2 separate regions of the Pan troglodytes genome follow, and region 1 is linked to region 2. The links are chromatin contacts, called in public Hi-C maps. All regions are on one chromosome and are shown on one strand. Each heading gives the region's core, a stretch centred on a gene start, on an enhancer-like site or on the middle of the called end of the contact. The rest is flanking DNA. Distances are from core to core; before and after follow the strand shown.

Region 1 (5,536 bases), core at 1,800-4,299, 260 kb after region 2:
ATCATTCTTTTTTGTTGTTGTTTTTTAAGAGACAAGGTCTTGCTCTGTCACATGGGCTGTAGTGGAGTGGTGCCATCATAGCTCACTGCAGCCTCAGACTCCTGGGCTCAAGTGATCCTCCTGCCTCAACCTCCAGAGCAGCTATGATTACAGGCGCCTGCCACCATGCCTGGCTAATTTTTAGATTTGTTGTAGAGATCAGGTCTTGGTTTGTTGACCTAACTTGTCTTGAATACCTGGCCTCAAGTGATCCTCCTATCTTGGCCTCCTAAAGTGCCGGGATTACAGGTGTGAGCCACCGTGCCCAGCCAACATCATTCTTAACTGCCAGTGTGGTGTATGAATGACTAACCACGTTTAACAGCCTGGTAAATTCTGAAACTCTGAAAATTGAACCCTCAAAGCCACACACAGGAAGAAACAATCACTTTTCTTAATGAGCAAATCTGAAAAAGCAAGGAGAAACAGAATAACAAAAATATTTTAAAACAAAAACTGGTTATTCCAAAGAACTAAATAAAAACTAACAAAGGGATGAGTGTTTTTGTTGAATGTTACTTATTTCCCCGACCCCATTTTCAAGGCTAATTATTTATGGTTTGTGTAAACACAGTGCTATCAGATTTTTCCTAGAAATCTGTCAATTCTAAGCAATAACTAAATTATTATTCTCCTCAACTACTAAGAGTCTATGGCTCTGATCACCTTCAGCAAAATTAGGGAAAGCTTTCCTGTCCTCCTGCCAGCTGTTGGACAATTTTCTTTCCTTTTGGCATCTCTTCGTTAGGCATTCCTGGCTGCCTCAAGCAATCTACTACACCATCCTATCTTATCTTACCCATTCTCTTGGGGACACCCAATACTCTATAGAGTGATTCCTTCTCTTTCCCTACCAAAATGTACTTTTTGGAAGCAAAGTTACAGCTTGGTGGGAGGAATAAGTTCTAGTGTTCTATATCACTGTAGGATGACTATAGTCAACAATAATATATATTATAGTTTCAAATAGCTAGAAGGAGGATGTTGAATATTTTCAACACAAAGAAATGATAAATGTCTGAGATGCTAAATATTCTGATCAAATCACTATATCTTATATGAATTGAAACATCACTATGTATCCCATAAATATGTACAGTTATTGTGTCAATTAAAAATTAATTTCAGCCAGGTGCAGTGGCTCATGCCTGTAATCCCAGCACTTTGGGAGGCCGAGGCGGGAAGATCACCTGAGGTTGGGAGTTCGAGACCAGCCTGACCAACATGGAGAAACCCCCGTCTCTACTAAAAATACAAAAAAATTAGCCAGGCATGGTGGTGCATGCCTGTAATCCCAGCTACTCAGGAGGCTGAGACTTGAGAATCACTTGAACCTGGGAGGTGGAGGTTACGGTCAGCCAAGATCGTGCCATTGCACTCCAGCCTGGGCAATGACAGCGAAACTCCGTCTCAATTAAAAAAAAAAAAAAAAAAAAAAGCCAGGTGTGGTGGCTCACACCTGTAATCTCAGCACTTTGGGAAGCCGAGGCGGTTGGATCATGAGGTCAGGAGTTCAAGACCTGCCTGACCAACAGGGTGAAACCCCATTTCTACTAAAAATACAAAAAATTAGCTGGGCATGGTGGCACATGCCTGTAATCCCAGCTACTCAGGAGGCTGAGGCAGGAGAATCGCTTGAACCTGGGAGGCAGAGGTTGTAGTGAGCTGAGATTGCGCCATTGCACTCAGCATGGGCGACAGAGTGAGACTCTGTCTCAAAAAAAAAAAAAAAGTTAATTTCTAGAAATTCATATTTTCATGTTCTGTTCCCTCTAAACTGTGGCATTAGAAAAAATAACCAAAACGGTATATGATAGAAGTTGTTAGGTTATTCTTTTTTTTTTTTTGAGACAGAGTTTCACTCTTGTTGCCCAGGCTGGAGTGCAATGGTGTGATCTTCCTCAACGCAACCTCTTCCTCCAGGGTTCAAGTGATTCTCCTGCCTCAGCCTCCCTAGTAGCTGGGATTACAGGCATGCGCTACCATGCCCGACTAATTTTGTATTTTTAGTAGAGATGGGGTTTTTCCATGTTGGTCAGGCTGGTCCCAAACTCCCAACTTCAGGTGATGTGCCTGCCTCGCCCTCCCAAAGTGCTGGCATTACAGGCATGAGTCACCACACCTGGCCCAGGTTATTCTTAACAGGTAATTTAATTTTAACAAAGGTAGTAATGAAAAATTAAATTTCCACTGATGGTATTTCAAATACAGGTAAGGCCCCACAACTCTCACCATAAAAGTGTGTGATATCTGTTCCAAATATACAGAAGACCAGGCATGTACCCAACTGGATGCAGGCACAAAATGGGCAGAGGGAACTATATCCCATAACAGGTGTTACCTATCTGAGGATCAGAGAGCTCATCTAGCCTCAGGCTTAGAGAAGGTCACAGAGTAAAATCGTATTTGAAAAAGGATCAGGCCACGCATGGTGGCTTATCCCTATAATCCCAGAGTTTTAGGAGGCCAAGATGTGAGGATCACTTGAAGCCAACTTGAGACCAGCCTGGGCAACATAGTGAGACCCAGTGTCGAAAAAATAAAAATTAGCCAGGTTGATGGTACACACCTGTAGTCCCAGCTACACAGGAGGCTGAGGCTGGAGGACCACTGGAGCCTAGGAGATCAAGGCTGCAATGAGCTATGATCGTGCCACTGCACTCTAGCAATAAAAAAAACAGAAAGGACCAGAATCCAGGACTCCTGCTTCCTACGTCAGTTCTTTACCTCTGAACCTCGGGAAAATGAAACTGATCTATTTAGTTTCCTACTTCAGCTTCAGAAGCCTTGGCAACAATACCTAAGAATGACTTGGGAATTTTAAGTGCTAAGTAAGTATTGAGTATTTCTTTTGAAGGATATATTTTAATAACAAAAAGATACTGAGTGCTGTGCAAAAGTTGTGCCCAGCTGGAGAGAAAGCAGGAAGGTTGATTTTGGCTGACCAGTCATTACAAACAGAGCTAGACCTAGTCAGAGGTTAACCACTTAAGGAACTAGGCAACACCTCCCCCTAGTGCCAAAAGGAACACATCATTAGCTTTCAATCACCCCAAACACAAACTAGAGCACTCCAACTACTCTTAAGTCAGCCAGCATAAGTCAATGAAGACTTAAAGATAAAAACTGGACAAAATGAAAGGCCTAGAAAACAAAAGGTAAAACTACATCTAGGCCCTCACAGATACTGGAGGCCTCGTAAAGCCATAATTCTGGTGAATCATAACTTGCCTGCCCTTGTAAAGTCAGTTAAAAATTTTCAGTGCCAGCTGGGAACTTATCCCTAGAAAAATGCTAAGCTGCAGAAAAGAAACAAGGGAGAGTGGGAGAGAGGGAAGAAAAACCCCAAGCAAGCCTTATACTCAACTGTTTATTTTCTTTGTTTCTTTGTTTGTTTTTTTTTTTTTTTTTGAGACAGAGTCATGCTCTGTCACCCAGGTTAGAGGGCAGTGGCACAATCTCAGCTCACTGCAACCTCTACCTCTGCGGCTCAAGCGATTCTCTACCTTAGCCTTCCGAGTAGCTGGAATTACAGGCGTGTGCCACCATGCCCAGCTAATTTTTATATTTTTAGTAGAGTCGGGGTTTCACCATGTTGGCCAGGCTGTTCTTGAACTCCTGGCCTCAAGTGACCCACCTGCCTTGGCCTCCCAAAGTGCTGGGATTACAGGCGTGAGCCACCATGTCCTGCCTCAACTGTTTTCAAAGCTATTTTTACTAATAACCAGGGATTAATGACATATGGTCCTGAGTCTGAAATAACGAAAAGTTAGTGAAAAGATTAGTGCTAACCACTTGAATAGTGAGTTCATTTGCTACTCAAAAGACAGGCATTGCATTTCATTACTGATAACAGAATAAACTGTAAGCACTGAATAAATTTGGAAAATTTATAGAAGTAACATAAAGATTTATTTGAACTTTTTTTTTTTCTTTTTGAGCTGGGGTCTCGCTCTGTCGCCCAGGCTGGAGTGCAGTGGCGCGATCTCGGCTCACTGCAAGCTCCGCCTCCCGGGTTCAAGCGATTCTCCTGCCTCGGCCTCCCGAGTGGCTGGGATTACAGGCACCCGCCACCAAGCCCGGCTAATTTTTTTTGTATTTTTAGTAGAGACAGGGTTTCACTCTGTTGGCCAGGCTGGTCTCGAACTCCTGACCTCAGGTGATCCGCCTGCCTCGGCCTCCCAGAGTGCTGGGATTACAGGCGTGAGCCACCGTGCCCAGCCTGAACATTCTTGTATCATATAAAGTAACTTCCTGATATAAAACCTTTAAGAATATGGCCAAATCGCTTGTTTAATATGACACCACCTACAGTGGAACATAGAGGTTCACAAGAAGTTCTCAAGAACACACTTAACAAATATGAGACTGAACCTAAATGCATATCAGGGAAGAACAGACAGTGGCATCAGAGAAACTAAACATACTCGAAGGCTGCCTTTTCTTTTTTAAAGTCAGGTTGGAATACTGTTAACTGAATGAATTTAATCTTGCTTTCTAACTCTTTGATGGCTATTTAGCTATGAAATCAGGTACACGTGAAAGCTCCTACCATTTGGAACTATTTTTCCTAAATTCCTATCCCATCCATCTTCCACCGTGGTTACAAACCATAAAACATCACAATTCTATGGGAAGGAACACATTCATCCTGCTGTAATACAACTGCATCCCAACTGCTTCATGGCACACGTAGAAAAAGCTATTTGTCAGGTCTGCTGGGATAAGCAGAGAAGGCTGCTGGTGGCTAGTCAGTCAGGATCCCCCAGTCATCACAGGCCTGCCTGACTGCCCAAGGACTGAACAGGTCAATATCTTGGCACACCTGTAACTTCTTCATTTACACCAAATGGGAAACTCTGACTACATAGCTCATTTCCACTTCTTCTTGAGCCTTCTGACACTTTTAAACATAGCTTCCCATACTTGGCAATACATCATCAAAACCTACAAGTTGTAAAAATTATAACCCAGATAAACGAGGCTTGCTAACCTTCCACTGAAAAGCAAGAGGGAGAAAGGTCCCTCACCAAAACTTGAGGGAGTACAGGAAGATAGCTATGGGTAGTTTAGGTGCCACAAACCCAGTCATACGCTCCCATGAAACTCTGCCTACATGGGTCTTAGTGTTTTGGCTGTATACCTTTAGGCCTGCAGGCATCATGCATGTAGGGCCTCACTCTCACTTTTTCAAATGGAAGTAGAATTTCACATTTTTGCTTCAAATGAAATACTTAAAAAGAAAACTGTGCATTTGATGAACATTCTGGGATAACACTGACAACCACAGAAACAAATGTGACAGGTAATTCAGTAATCCAGATACTTACCAATCTTTCTGAGATATGTTCTTATTATAAATATGCCCAGAATTTTCTTTATAGGGAGGGCAGATACATTTACATCTGACATCCTCGAAATTCTGTAACCAAAACGGAAACAGTATAGTGCGTTGACAGTTCATCATCAATATTTTTAAAAACTGTACCATATACAT
Region 2 (5,539 bases), core at 1,507-4,006:
TCTCCTGCAATGGCTTGAGGCAAGGCCTCAGGAGGAGGAATAATTAGTTTTCTGTCAGCAGAAAGTATCTTTGGGGTTGCCACATGTCTTTGGGTTTTCCTTCCTAAACTACCTGGGGTAGAAAAGACACTAGAGTGAGACCAAGGTCCTCATCAGCCAGAAAGGGTTTGGTGTGCAGAGGCAGAGTTCTGGCCCTATGGGGCCCTGACCCAGAGCAGAGGGAGCCTGGAGCAGAGCTGACCGTGCCCGGGCACTATTCTCACCATCGTCGGAGTCGCTGTCAGAGTCCTGGGAGATCAGCTCATTCTTCCTCTCCAGAGCCTGCTCCAGAGCTGCCTGTAACTTCCTAGGTAACAACGTGTCCTCGTCGTCCATCTGCAGGAGAAAGAAAGCACAGTGACAATCATAGCTGACACTGAGCACTTACGATGTGCTAAGACCTGTTAGAAGAGCCTGAGTAGATAATCTCATTTATCTCTCCCAGTAACCCTCATAACTATCATCAACCTCATTTTAAGATGAGGAACTGAAGCACAGAAAGGTTAAGAAACTTGCCCAAGATTACAGAGATTAAAAGTGGTAGAGGGTCAGGCGCAGTGGCTCACGCCAGTAATCCCAACACTTTGGGAGGCTGAGCGGGAGGATCGCTTGAGCCCAGGAGGGAGTTCGAGACCAGCCTGGGCAACTTAGCAGGTCCCTCTATCTGCAAAACACACACAAAAAAACAATTAGTCAAGTATGGTGGCATGCACCTGTACTCCCAGCTACTTAGGCTGACATGGGGAGGATCACCTGAACCCAGGGAGGTCGAGGCTGCAGTGTCATGACTGTACCACTGCACTCCAGCCTGGATGGCAGTGAGACCCTGTCTCCAAAAAAAAAAAAAAAAAAAAAGGTGGTAGAGCCAGTGTGGCATTCACTGGCCTTTGTGACCAGGACCAGCCAGGGGTTTCTGATTAGGTCTCCCCAATTCCTCCATCTTCAGCTCCAGGCAGGAGGCACAGTTGGCTTGGGGCAGGGGGACTGTGGCCAGCCTGTGTCTCAGGAATGAAGTTAGACTGTTGTTTCGTCTCTATACTCTGTTTCTGTGTCCACATCACTATGCCTGGTACCCAGGGAGTCCTCAGCTCCGTCATTGGTGTGTAACAGACAATAGGTACATTTCCATAGGGGAGAGCATTGGGTTGTGCTCCTTTGTAGAGAGCCAGGAGGGTTTCCACAACTAACAAAGGCTTTTTGTAGTTGACAACAATGATCGCAAACCTGTACGTTACATAACAATGTGGGGGTTACACAAACATAGTTATTTGTGTAACCCCCAGCAAACATTTCAAGGCAGGTGTTGTCACCACCTCTCCTTTAGAGCTCAGAAGAATTTAGAGGCCTAAGACCATGTGGCTCAAAGGGGGCAAAGTCCAGTGGCCAAGTCTATGGACTCCCAGGCCGTGTTCTTCAAATTCCCACGCTGCCTTCTAGAAGCTCATGATGTCACTGGAAAGGCAGACCCTGCTAAGGTCAAGGATTCCAAGACCAGCTTCTCCCCATCCTTGACTAGTCTGTGAGTAGTACTGAACCCAGAGAGCTCAACAAACAGGTTGAGTAGTGTGTGTGATGGTGCAGGGTGCTCAGGAGCCCAACTCTAGCAAGCACCCACCCTCTTACCTGTCGGATGAATCGGTCAGATCCCAGATTCACCATCAGCGCCTGAGAAAAGGAGTCATTAGCAGAGTGGCTCAGGGCATGAGTCCCGCAATGCCCTCTGCCAGGCCTCCAGACCTCCCAGGTTCCCAGGGTCAGAAAACAGGAAGTACTCCAGCCGGGGATAGACCTCCCAGGGAGAAAGGATGAGAGCCTGGTAAAGAGGCCGAGGGGCCACAAGTAAGATCCCAGCACCTGCTTCCCCCTCCACCCTTCCCCCCAGCTGGTTCCCCCGGTGGCCCACCTCCTCCACAGGCAGCTCCTTCAGTTTGGGGAGGGAGCTGGAGAGCAGGCCAACCAGGAAGGGGGTGGGACAGCAGACGATGTCAATCATGGAGGCCGGGAGGACAGGAATGAAGGTGTGCTGCCAGGAGAAGGGGTAGAGCAAGGCCACCACCGCGTGGGAGCAGCTGGAGAGGGTACTGATGGGCAGACAGAGAGACAGAGTACCTGAGCCCAGGCCCAGGAACTTAGAGCTCGCTGGAGGCTCAGGACAGCCTTTGATCGTAAACCTCCCAGTGCAACAAAAATGCTAATGGGGCTCAGGGACCCTGCAGACTGGTGAAGTCCCCACTTTCCCACTGCGTAGCGCCTCAAGGACAACAATGCTACTCTCTTAGGGAAATTGTACCTGCAAACAGCCAGGAAGGTATGCAGCAACCCGCAGGACAGTCATCTGACAAAGATCTGGAAAAGGGCTGTCTCGGGTTTGGGGGGCACATCAGTGGGCCCGTGGCTGAGGAGGCAGGAGGTTTTGTAAACCCCTAGGGCCAGTGAATGCAGATCGTGGGTACCCTCTCCCACCCCACATCAGAACTAGGCAAGAGGGACAAAGAACTTGTGGAAAACCTAAAACATCAGCAACGGATCATGAGCTGGCTGGACCTACCCCTCCCCTCTCCAGCCAGAGGCAGACCCCAGGCAGAACAGGAAGGACATCTTTTCCAAGACCCCAGATTGGCAGAACTTGAATACCCGGCCAGGCCAAGAACAAGACCTTGGGATCGTCCCTCCCAGAATGGTCCTGGAATGTGCTCAGAGGCAGCTGCAACCACAGGAAACAATAGCTGTATTCACAGCCCCATGGGAGCTGGGCTGGGGGGGCAGGGTGGCAAAGAGGAAGCTCAGCCCTGAATTAGAGGGTAGAACCTTCAGGAAAAGAAACCTCATGGTCCAGGCTCTCTTAGGGGCCACTAAGGTCAGGCCAGGCCAGGGCACCAAAGCTGGGCAGTCAGGGGCTTTGTTGGCTGACAATGACCATGGCTGGCACACAGGAGGGGCCTCTTGGAACTGCTGTACCCAGCTCATTCCAGCTGTTGGGCTAGATTTCTTCACAAGGGCCTGATGGGCCCACAGAACACCTAGAACTGTGAGACACAGAAGCATTGAGGCTGTGATGGGAACAAGTGAGGGGCAGTTTTCCTTTCTAAACCCTGGTGCTCTATGGAAAAGTCAGCAGCTCTGGTTTTTCTTCCTCCTTTCTCCTCCTGGGCTGAGGATGGGCCTGCGTTCCTGTCCCTCTGAAGGCAATCGGGAGTTCTTTTCTCGGGCTCCTCTCAACTGCTCCCTCATACATACGGAAGGAAATACCCCAGGGATTCAGGACTTATTGGAGGACAAACCAGAACGGGGATTTTCCTTCACTGCCCTCCTCTGAGCACCTGACATTTAAGGTGGCTTAATCAATGTCCAAATGACCACTCTAGAGAAACCACTTTTTGGGATGGATTCTTTGACCAAAACAATATGTAACATGTTGCCAATAACCCATCCTGTTGTTGTAGGACTTATTAAGAAATTATTTTACGCAGAGAGGAAAAGTTTTTGTTTCCTTTTTTTAAAAAAATTTTTAAATTTTTATTTATTTATTTATTTTGAGACAGAGTCTCACTCCCAGGCTGGAGTGCAGTGGCACAATCTCCACTCACTGCAACCTCCACCTCCTGGATTCAAGCAATTCTCCTGCCTCAGCCTCCTGAGTAGCTGGGACTACAGGCACAGCTAATACAGGGTTTCACCATGTTGGCCAGGAGAGTCTCGATCTCTTAACCTTGTGATCTGCCCACCTCGGCCTCCCAAAGTGCTGGGATTACAGGCGTGAGCCACTGTACCTCATTTCCTTTAAAGCAGCTCAAAAACGTTTCTTGTCTAGAAAGAAAGCCCCGGCTCTTACAGCCAGGCAGGCAACCTTTGATATGCAAATGCAGACCATTAGAAACTGGGTCCACCCAACATGGCAATTCCCACCGTTGTCCTCTTGCCCTTGCCCCCACAGGTGCCTAGCAGCATGGCTGCCCTGCATATTCCCACGTGTGTAGAACATCAGGCGCCCTACATTCGCATATTAAAAGGCTAGGATGGGAGGGCCAGCTTCCGGAGGAGGGGGGGCTACGTGAATGACATGCCTGGTCAAACCAATCCCCTAAGCGCTATGCAAATCAAACACCGCCTCCTCCAGCCTTCTTATAAAACTGGCTGGTATCCACAGCACTTGGGGTTCCCTCTCTCGGCTTTGGAGCCTCTCTCCCTCTGTCTCTGTACTTTCTTCTTTCTGCCTTTCTTCTTTCCTTCTTGCCTATTAAACTCTCCGCTCCTTAAAACCACTCCACGTGTGTCGGTGTCGTTTTATCTAAACCAGCATAAGAACCAAAAACCCTAGTGTTCCTCCACTCATCGGAGCCATATCACTTGTCCCTTGCCTGTGTCACCCCCTAACCACCACTGACATAAAACTTTTTTCTTTTTTAAACCTTGGCTGTCTAGAAGAGCTCCGACTTCTTACTTCCTAAACTGCCTCACGTCCAGTGACCATCACTTCTGCCACCCCTCCCATGGCCACCACCAGACCTTCTCGACACCTCTACCTCTAAAATCATAAATGCCAGCATTTCAGACCAAGACCTGTGACCCATCCAGCTCTTTTCTTACTCCTCCTAAACTAGCTCCCCCACTTCCCTGGCACCTCCAGGCCCTGCACATCATCTGTTTCCCGGTGTGGGCTGGCCAGCCTTCCTCACCCACTCTCCTCTCTGCACCTCAATGCCCCCATCGCATCCTTCTCCCCAGCCCTCCCATTTCCCAGCCCTGGGCCACTGCAGTTGCTTTCTCCAGGGGACACCCTCCACAGGACCCTCGCTGGCTGGCTCAGCATTCCTCACACTGTCCCCGGTCAGTGCTCTTGCCCCTTCCTCACAGCAGCTCTTTCCTCAAACTCAGCATCCCATTGAGATGGCTTTGCCTCCCCCTCCAGAAGAAATGCAACCATCCGCCAAAAATCTCAATTTCTTAACCTTTCCCCTTTACATAACCCGGCACCTGCACAGTCTTGGCTGTTGCAAAGGAAGAAATGTCCCTCCCTCTCCCCTCAGGCCAAGCCCTCCACAGGGTTCTCAATCCTGCCATCTGTGTGCTCCCAAACCCTGCTCCCTCACCCACACAGGGGTGCTACCTTTCCACCTACTCTTCCATCTCCCTACGCACAGCCCCACTCCAGCACTGGTCTCCGGCGCATGCTTAGGCTCCTGAACACTTGCTGATTCGCTTGTGGGCATGCCTTCCCCCCTCCCTTCTGCTTCCTTGCCCGGCTGGGCCCTACCTGAGCTTATCTGCCACAAAAATGACCCGGCGCTCCAGCAGCAGTGAGGCAAAGATTCGGATGAGCTGGCGCACACTGAGGCAGGTAAAAAGGCACTCAAAGTCCACGTGCTCCAGCCTTGAGTCCATGGGCCGCCGCAGCTCTAACACCTGCAGGAGAGCGATGGGAAAGTGGGCTGGGGCCAGCCAAGTGGGTGCTGCCCTCCAGCCCTCCACGAAGCAACTGGAGGCTGCTTTCCCCTTCCAA

The links. A called contact is a pair of places that touch in the nucleus more often than the background predicts.
Region 1: a contact with region 2 is called in a Hi-C map of stem cell-derived neural progenitor cells, with 5 times the contacts expected there. The contact joins two enhancer-like sites. A contact is called at or near these places in 1 of 7 Hi-C or Micro-C datasets (stem cell-derived neural progenitor cells) and 1 of 1 datasets of contacts at active chromatin or transcription factors (stem cell-derived excitatory neurons).

Annotation. Positions count from the first base shown.
Region 1 is chr9:13,105,177-13,110,712 of NHGRI_mPanTro3-v2.0_pri, forward strand. TMEM9B (TMEM9 domain family member B) reads right to left here. Exons shown (of 5, transcript XM_009459918.5): 2 at 5,370-5,461. Among named protein-coding and RNA genes, the nearest start is that of TMEM9B, 5.5 kb to the right of the region's middle. Within about 2 kb of position 3,050, at least 3 of the 24 cell types and tissues checked have an H3K27ac peak or open chromatin away from gene starts, as enhancers often do. A contact at or near this core is called in stem cell-derived neural progenitor cells, where this site is marked.
Region 2 is chr9:12,840,510-12,846,048 of NHGRI_mPanTro3-v2.0_pri, forward strand. DENND2B (DENN domain containing 2B) reads right to left here. Exons shown (of 22, transcript XM_063782749.1): 16 at 5,294-5,442; 17 at 1,943-2,120; 18 at 1,663-1,704; 19 at 264-375. Among named protein-coding and RNA genes, the nearest start is that of RPL27A, 17 kb to the left of the region's middle. Within about 2 kb of position 2,757, at least 11 of the 24 cell types and tissues checked have an H3K27ac peak or open chromatin away from gene starts, as enhancers often do. A contact at or near this core is called in stem cell-derived neural progenitor cells, where this site is marked.